Regions from separate parts of the Xenopus tropicalis genome. Here region 1 is linked to region 2. Evidence: chromatin contacts called from public Hi-C data. All regions are on one chromosome and are shown on one strand. Each heading gives the region's core, a stretch centred on a gene start, on an enhancer-like site or on the middle of the called end of the contact. The rest is flanking DNA. Distances are from core to core; before and after follow the strand shown.

Region 1 (3,710 bases), core at 853-3,352, 100 kb after region 2:
TACGATAACGTTACGAATGCTCCGAAAAAGTCGCAAAACTTACGATAACTTTACGAATGCTCCGACAAAGTCGCAAAACTTACGATAACGTTACGAATGCTCCGAAAAAGTCGCAAAACTTACGATAACGTTACGAATGCTCCGAAAAAGTCGCAAAACTTACGATAACGTTACGAATGATCCGAAAAAGTCGCAAAACTTACGATAACGTTACGAATGATCCGAAAAAGTCGCAAAACTTACGATAACATTACGAATGATCCGAAAAAGTCGCAAAACTTACGATAACGTTACGAATGCTCCGAAAAAGTCGCAAAACCTACGATAACTTTACGAAAGCGCCGGAAAATACGAAAAAGTCGCAAAATTACCGATCATTTCGAAAAACGGCGTGTGTCAATTTTTCAGAGGTTTTTGCCCTTGATCCCCCTCCTGCATGCCACTGTCCAGGTCGTGGCACCCTTTAAACAACTTTAAAATCAGTTTTCTGGCCAGAAATGGCTTTTCTAGGTTTTAAAGTTCGCCTTCCCTATGGGGTTCGCAAAGTTCGCGAATATTCGCAATTTTCGGCGGAAGTTCGCGAACAGGTTCGCGAACTTTTTTTTTGAGGTTCGCTACATCCCTAGTAGTCATTGTCATTTAAGACACACACCCATTGGAGGCACAGTGGCACCTCTAATACAACTATATCAGTACCGATGCAACTGGTGGCAGTTTCAACTCTAACCTGGCTTAATATACATGTTTAATATATAAACACACAAATATTCACATAGAGAACAGAGTGAATTTTTGGTTTTGTTCATTTTGAGCTAGCACTTCTTGTTCACTGTAGAACCTCTGTTGTACGCCAGAACCTAGCAGCTTAAAAAAAAGTCCTATAAGGAAAGTGCAAGCTGAGAGCAGTGCAGGTGTGCTGTGGCTGCAGAGCAGCTGTGCTATAGCAGTACAATGAGTGCCTTACATTAGAACTAACAGTCATGCTCAGGGTGACCACATCAAAGCTCCATGCTCAGCCACAGTTGCACAGCCCTTTCCAATAAAGTGTTCATGCTATCCTGTCTTTTGAAGCTCACACACCGAAAAGTTGTAATGCCATTTCTGATACTTTACCACAGGTGACATTGGAATATTGGTGTGGTTGTGAGTCTGTGCTATGTATCTGTGTACAGAAAGTTCATATATATATATAAGAAGAGAGGGTTTGGGTTTAGAGATTTTCCGTCGGTCAGTGAATGTTACATATAAAACAGTACAAATAACAATATTGCCATCTTGGCAGCATGTACTTCATGGGAGTGCACACCCATCAATTGGTCATTTTTAAAAAAAATGTATTTCTATGTGTTTTGCTTTCCACTCGGAAGGTTTCCAAGTGTAAATAGCATGAAGAGCGACATTATGTAAAAGTACAGAATAAGTACAGCATAAGGCCAGTCCCTGAGCCTACTTAAGAGAAGGCTTATTATAAACATCTGTTAATTGCACAGTTACAGATGCAATACACCCCAGAAGACTGAATGATGCTGGGAATGAAGTTGAAGTCAGTGGCATAAGTTGAAGTTGCTAGGCTGCACGATTATTTAAATTTTATTAATACATTTTCTACTCTTTAGGAAAAAGGCATTTTGGTAAACATATTTTGAAATTTTATTAATGTGTAACTGGGCCTCCTACAACTCTTGGGGCCACCAGCAGTCACAAGGTCTGATTCCTTTTCAATTACACCCCTGATTGATTGCTGGGACAATACTGCACAATGTGCCACCTGATGTGACTGCCCAATAATGCCTCCTTCACCCTTCGGCTTACCTTTTCTTCAACAAGGTTCAAGGACCACATGGTTGGCTCAGACAGCACAGTTGCCAAAAGCCAAAAGCCTGTATTGCTGTAGCAATTTTATCTGCTGAAAGAAACAGATTATAGTTTGAGTGGTCCCGAACTGCAGCCAAAATATTGCCTGCCATCATGGCAATACGTAACTGCTGGTACTATGAGCAAATAGCATTTCCTGTGGTTTTCTAAAACTGCAATAAAAGCTGGTGCTTGTGTATTACCCCATAAATCATATTGCGGTCTGGTGACAGGTACATCCCTCAGGATACCACACTGGTTCCAAATGACTTCCTTTAAGTACTGTGTATTGACTCTCTGCACATTATCTTTTGTGGAATGTATCACTGACTACAAAATAATGAGCAAACATTATCAGCAATAATTTTGAATCAAAACATATATGTTTCAGTTTAAACATGGCAAAAATATAATTTAGGCCACATGCCTACTGTCTTTGTACAGCCATTCCAACCACACAAGTTACTGAAGAAAGGGCATTCTATCCACATGCACATTCTACAGTAAGCTGGTTTAGCATTTTCATCCACATATGATCTTATTAAAGGAGAAGGAAAGTCATTTTGGCATTTTACTGCCAATAGATTCACCACATTAGTGCCACCTAGAACAATATATTTATTCTGCCGAAAGCATTACCATACCTGAGTAAAGAGCCCTGGAAGCTTTCTCAGTTTGCACAGCAGCTGCCATTTTAAATAGCTTCCTGTTTGCAGTCTAGCTGTTATAGCTCAGATCACACATTCCTAAGGGAGGAGGGAGGGTGTTCTTAGCATTCTTATGGGAAGGGGGAGCAGGAGAGGGGAAAGAGTAGAGAGCTGTGCAGACTCTGGCCCAGGGAATTTAGGGTTTTTCTGAGAGAGGAAGTCTGATACCAAAGAACATGTTTATAAAAACAGAGACAAGAAATCCTGTTGTTAGGATCTGCTGGGGTTTGATCCCAAGACCTCCTGGTTGTTGGCTGCTCTCCCCAACCACTGAGCCAGGAGAGCAGCCAGCAAGAGGTTATTGCCTTGTGTTTCCTTTCACCTGTGTCCTGGGCTTGGTAACATCACCCCAGCAGCCTTATTGGCTAGGTGGGGTCAGCCAATCAGGGCTGACTCTGCCCTATTTAAGCCCAGCCCTCCTTATTTTAATCTATTCTACTGTACTATTAATCTATTCTACTGTACAGCGCTGCGTACATAAGTAGCGCTTTATAATAAAGATATACATACATACATATTCACGGTGCCTGAACATTGGTTTACATTAAGCACTTTGGTCTGAAAATTCTGTTACGAGTAGGAGATGGGAAGGTGAGTCCTTGAGGCAGGGGCTGTTACAGGACGGAGCAGGCATAGAGAGGCTGGAGCGAGCATAGACTAGACAGGACGGGACGGAGCGGGCGTAGACTAGACAGGACGGGATGGAGCGGGCATAGACAAGGCAGGCGGGATGGAGCGGGTGTAGACTAGACTGGACGGAGCAGGCGTAGACTAGACAGGATGGGACGGAGCAGGAGTAGACTAGACAGGACGGGAAGGAGTGGGCGTAGACTAGACAGGATGGGACGGAGCAGGCGTAGACTAGACAGGATGGGACGGAGCGGGCGTAGACTAGACAGGATGGGACGGGGCGGGCATAGACTAGACAGGATGGGACGGAGCAGGCGTAGACTAGACAGGGTGGAGCGGGTGTAGACTAGACAGGACGGATCGGCCGTAGACTAGACAGGATGGGACAGAGCTGGCGTACACTAGACAGGACGCTCTGTTCCCGTCCTGTCATGTCTAGTCTATGCCTGATCCATCCCATCCTGTCTAGTCTATGCCCGCTCCGTCCTGTCCTGTTTTTTTATGACCAATAATGTATGT
Region 2 (3,384 bases), core at 749-3,248:
CAAAAATGTAATCAGTGAACAGCCTCTTTGAAATATTTCAATACCTGCCACACTGGTTGCCCAGAGGTTAATAGTAAGGCTGCAACATCTCCTTAATAACTTAGATTTGCTTCTCCTCCTGTAACCCACTCGGCTCCCTCCCTCAGGAATTTGCTTTGGCTATTGGCTTGTGGGCATGCTCAATTGTTCTAAACTCAGATTACTAAAAATGCCCCCCAGTCTAGCAGCCAGTAAAGAGATGGCATTGCTGGTTCCCATAGAAACTCAGCTCTAGCTGTCTGCTTCAGTTTTTTTTCTCCCCACCAACTCTCCTGAGCTCAGCTCAAACAAAGCAGAACTTTTATCAAAGACAGTTCTGCCTGTGTGAGCCTGTATTCTTGATGAAATGTATGCTGAATAAGGGTCTGTGTGTGTGTGTATGCTGTTTGCAGATTTAAATGTATCCAATTATCAGAGAAAAATGGCCACCAGGTGAAAGCTGCTACTTGGTTTAGGAAAATGTGATGGTGCTGGAAAGTGGAGGTGATGGTGCTGGAAAGTAGAGGGGATATATGCAGTATAAATAATGCCATTTGGGTGGGGGAGGCGTGCCCAACTGATATACATTGTAGGCAAATGTAGGCTTTACCTGTCCTTTAATGTCTCTCCTGTATTGAATGTGCTAGAAAACAAAGTTAAAGCTAAGAGTAGGCTACCTTAGATCCTAAGCAGATGCATTAAGCTTAGATCCTAAGCAGATGCATTAAGCTCTTATCCTAAGAACATTCACTATATTTTCCGGCAAAGCCCTGTTAAAATCCCTTCACAAGTTTCTCAAAATTCAGCCCCTTTCATCTTAACTGTACTGGGGCTCATCTCAACCTAGAATCAGCGCTGCCAAACTACAACTACCAGTTAACAGAGGAGGGCCTGCAACACCAAGATGTCCTCCTATATTACCAGGTGGCATGGTGGTGGGGATCCCGATCTGAAAATAACCCAGATACCACACTAGAATGCAACTGAAAATGTATTATCAACCTAATTTGTGTACGGTTTTCAGATTCACTGTGTCCAATAACCTTGAATTTATTAAAAAAAGAAGAAAATGCTATATGGTTGTCAGGATCACTGATCATGGCAACCAAAAAAAATAGATAAACTGTAATTATTGCCTGGTAAATAGGGTAATTAAGACCTTGCTACCAAAGGGCAGTTAAAAGCCCAAACAAGAAGCTTGCAGAACAAAAAATAAGAATGCAATAGCAACATCCTCTAAGGCGTGGACACCCAAGTCAAGATCTGCACATACACATTCAACTAAGGCCATCTGTCACAGCACAGTAGCAGACATTCACTAAGGTATTAAGTATATTAATACCCCTCATGCCAAAGATGCAACAGATCCTCTTTAGGAACCAATCAGCAGCTAAGCTGACCTGATAGGGAACTGAAGCCTGTCTTTGCTTGTATGAATGCAAGGCTGTGGATTGGCTCTCCCCCTCCTGCTGTGCTTCTGGCAGGGACTGTTAGGACACGCCCACTCTTCATTTGAAACACTGACACAAACAGGATTTCCAATAAAGGGGCCATTTTTACAGACAGGATTAATTTTTAGCCCAAATTAAACCAGCACCATATATTATTCATAATTGCCTACAACATAAGGTTTTTTTTACCATTTATCAAATATGTCTCCTTTAAGGCAGAAGACCTTACTGCAGCACATGATCTGTATATAACAGACAAACCTTCATGTATCTTCCAAAGGATCACACTCAGTCTAAATTCCTCTGCTGAAGTACTCGTATCTAATGTAGTTCTATACCTGATAACTCACGTCACAGAAAATGTATGACTGTATTCATTTAGTGACCGCATCCTGTCAAACTATTAAACAGTGCAGAAGGCTGGAGCTCAGCGCATGTTTGTGACACAAAGAGCTCTCTATAGGCAGAAATAAAAGCAGTTTTCATTACACTGTGGAGCAATCTATTCGCTTGTTGCCTGAATGATGACTCTGCATTTTTCTACTTGGCGATTGTGCAAGGAAAACAGTGGAAAGGAGGGAGGGAGGGAGCCAGTCCCAGCTCTGCAATCCCCTAATAGCTACTATTTTCATAAATAAATAACCATGAACTTGGCTTTCTAACATTTTTAAACCAGAGCTCAACAACCAACGGTCACCAGCATTTCATAAAAGCTCTATGCTCTTTCTGCATGCTATATATATATATTTCCTAAAAGGCACAGCAGTTTTACTGTATGTTGTTTTTGTGTGTGAGTGAATGGCATGACTTCTGTAAATGAATATATGGGTGGGTCAAACTAAAGCTGTGTTATAGGCCAGACACAAGAAAAAAATATGCGGCACAGAATCTCGAAATGTCCTTGAGATTTAATATTTCTCCAGATCTATTTTTATGCATTTTTCCTTGGGGCTATAAAGATGCTATACTTGTATGTGGTTTAGTCCAACAACAGCTGGAGGGGTCTGTACTTTGAATTTACATGATGTCTATGGACCACTCTAATCATATTTATTATCCAATTTCTAACTCATTGGTGCCTGAAAATAGAAAATCACTAAATCAAAGCAACAAATCTCATACAAGCTTTTTAAAATAAAAGAAGCAAATTTTTGCATTACAACAGTAAACTTTCAGAACTGTATACCTCAGTACCAACTTTATATGATGCCGTAATACTCAGAAATTTGAAGCTGCTTCATTAACTATAAGATGTGCCCACTTGAATCAGGCAGATGGGGAAAGGCAAAGGGGACATAATGCTTTCCCTAAAAACAACATTTTTCAGACCCCCCCGCTCTAAAGAGCTGGTATCATAAACATAGTTTTAGATACAAAAAGATTCTCAGTAAGAATCGTCCTTAATAACATCAGTTACCTGATTATCTAGCCTGGTTTGTTCATCAGTTCCCTTCTGTTTGTCAATATAATAGTGTAATCAGTTCCAAATCAAAATGAAAAAAAAATAAAAACAATTTAGCACCACCCACTGTGGAAAAAGCAGAATTAAAGATTACAATGAAAAGTAACCTTTAACAGTCTGCATTCAAATAAGCTATTCCATGTGGCACTTGTGGAAACAAAATAGAAATCCCATAGGTTAAAAATTCTGCACTGAATTATTCACAAAAAGCAGATTGTCACCAGGAGCAACCAAGCTAACCTATGAGGTTTCTATTTTGCTCCCAAAAATGCCATGTGGAATAGTTTCTTTTAACTAAGTCAAAGGTTTATTTTTATTATAATCTTTCATTCTGCTTTTGCACTAATTATCCTTAGTAACATAGTGGGGTGGTGCCATTTTTACATTTGTTAAAGGCATTGTTCACCTTCAATGTTCAAATCTTTTAAACCATTAACAATGCTATCAGAGTGT

What was found. A called contact is a pair of places that touch in the nucleus more often than the background predicts.
Region 1: a Hi-C map of liver shows a contact between it and region 2, with 3 times the contacts expected there. The contact joins two enhancer-like sites. A contact is called at or near these places in 2 of 5 Hi-C or Micro-C datasets (brain and liver).

The regions. Positions count from the first base shown.
Region 1 is chr4:96,151,744-96,155,453 of UCB_Xtro_10.0, forward strand. No RefSeq gene overlaps it. Among named protein-coding and RNA genes, the nearest start is that of rnf11, 19 kb to the right of the region's middle. Within about 2 kb of position 2,103, at least 2 of the 11 cell types and tissues checked have an H3K27ac peak or open chromatin away from gene starts, as enhancers often do. A contact at or near this core is called in liver, where this site is marked.
Region 2 is chr4:96,050,568-96,053,951 of UCB_Xtro_10.0, forward strand. The region is part of intron 2 of faf1 (FAS-associated factor 1); the gene reads right to left. Among named protein-coding and RNA genes, the nearest start is that of faf1, 16 kb to the right of the region's middle. Within about 2 kb of position 1,999, at least 5 of the 11 cell types and tissues checked have an H3K27ac peak or open chromatin away from gene starts, as enhancers often do. A contact at or near this core is called in liver, where this site is marked.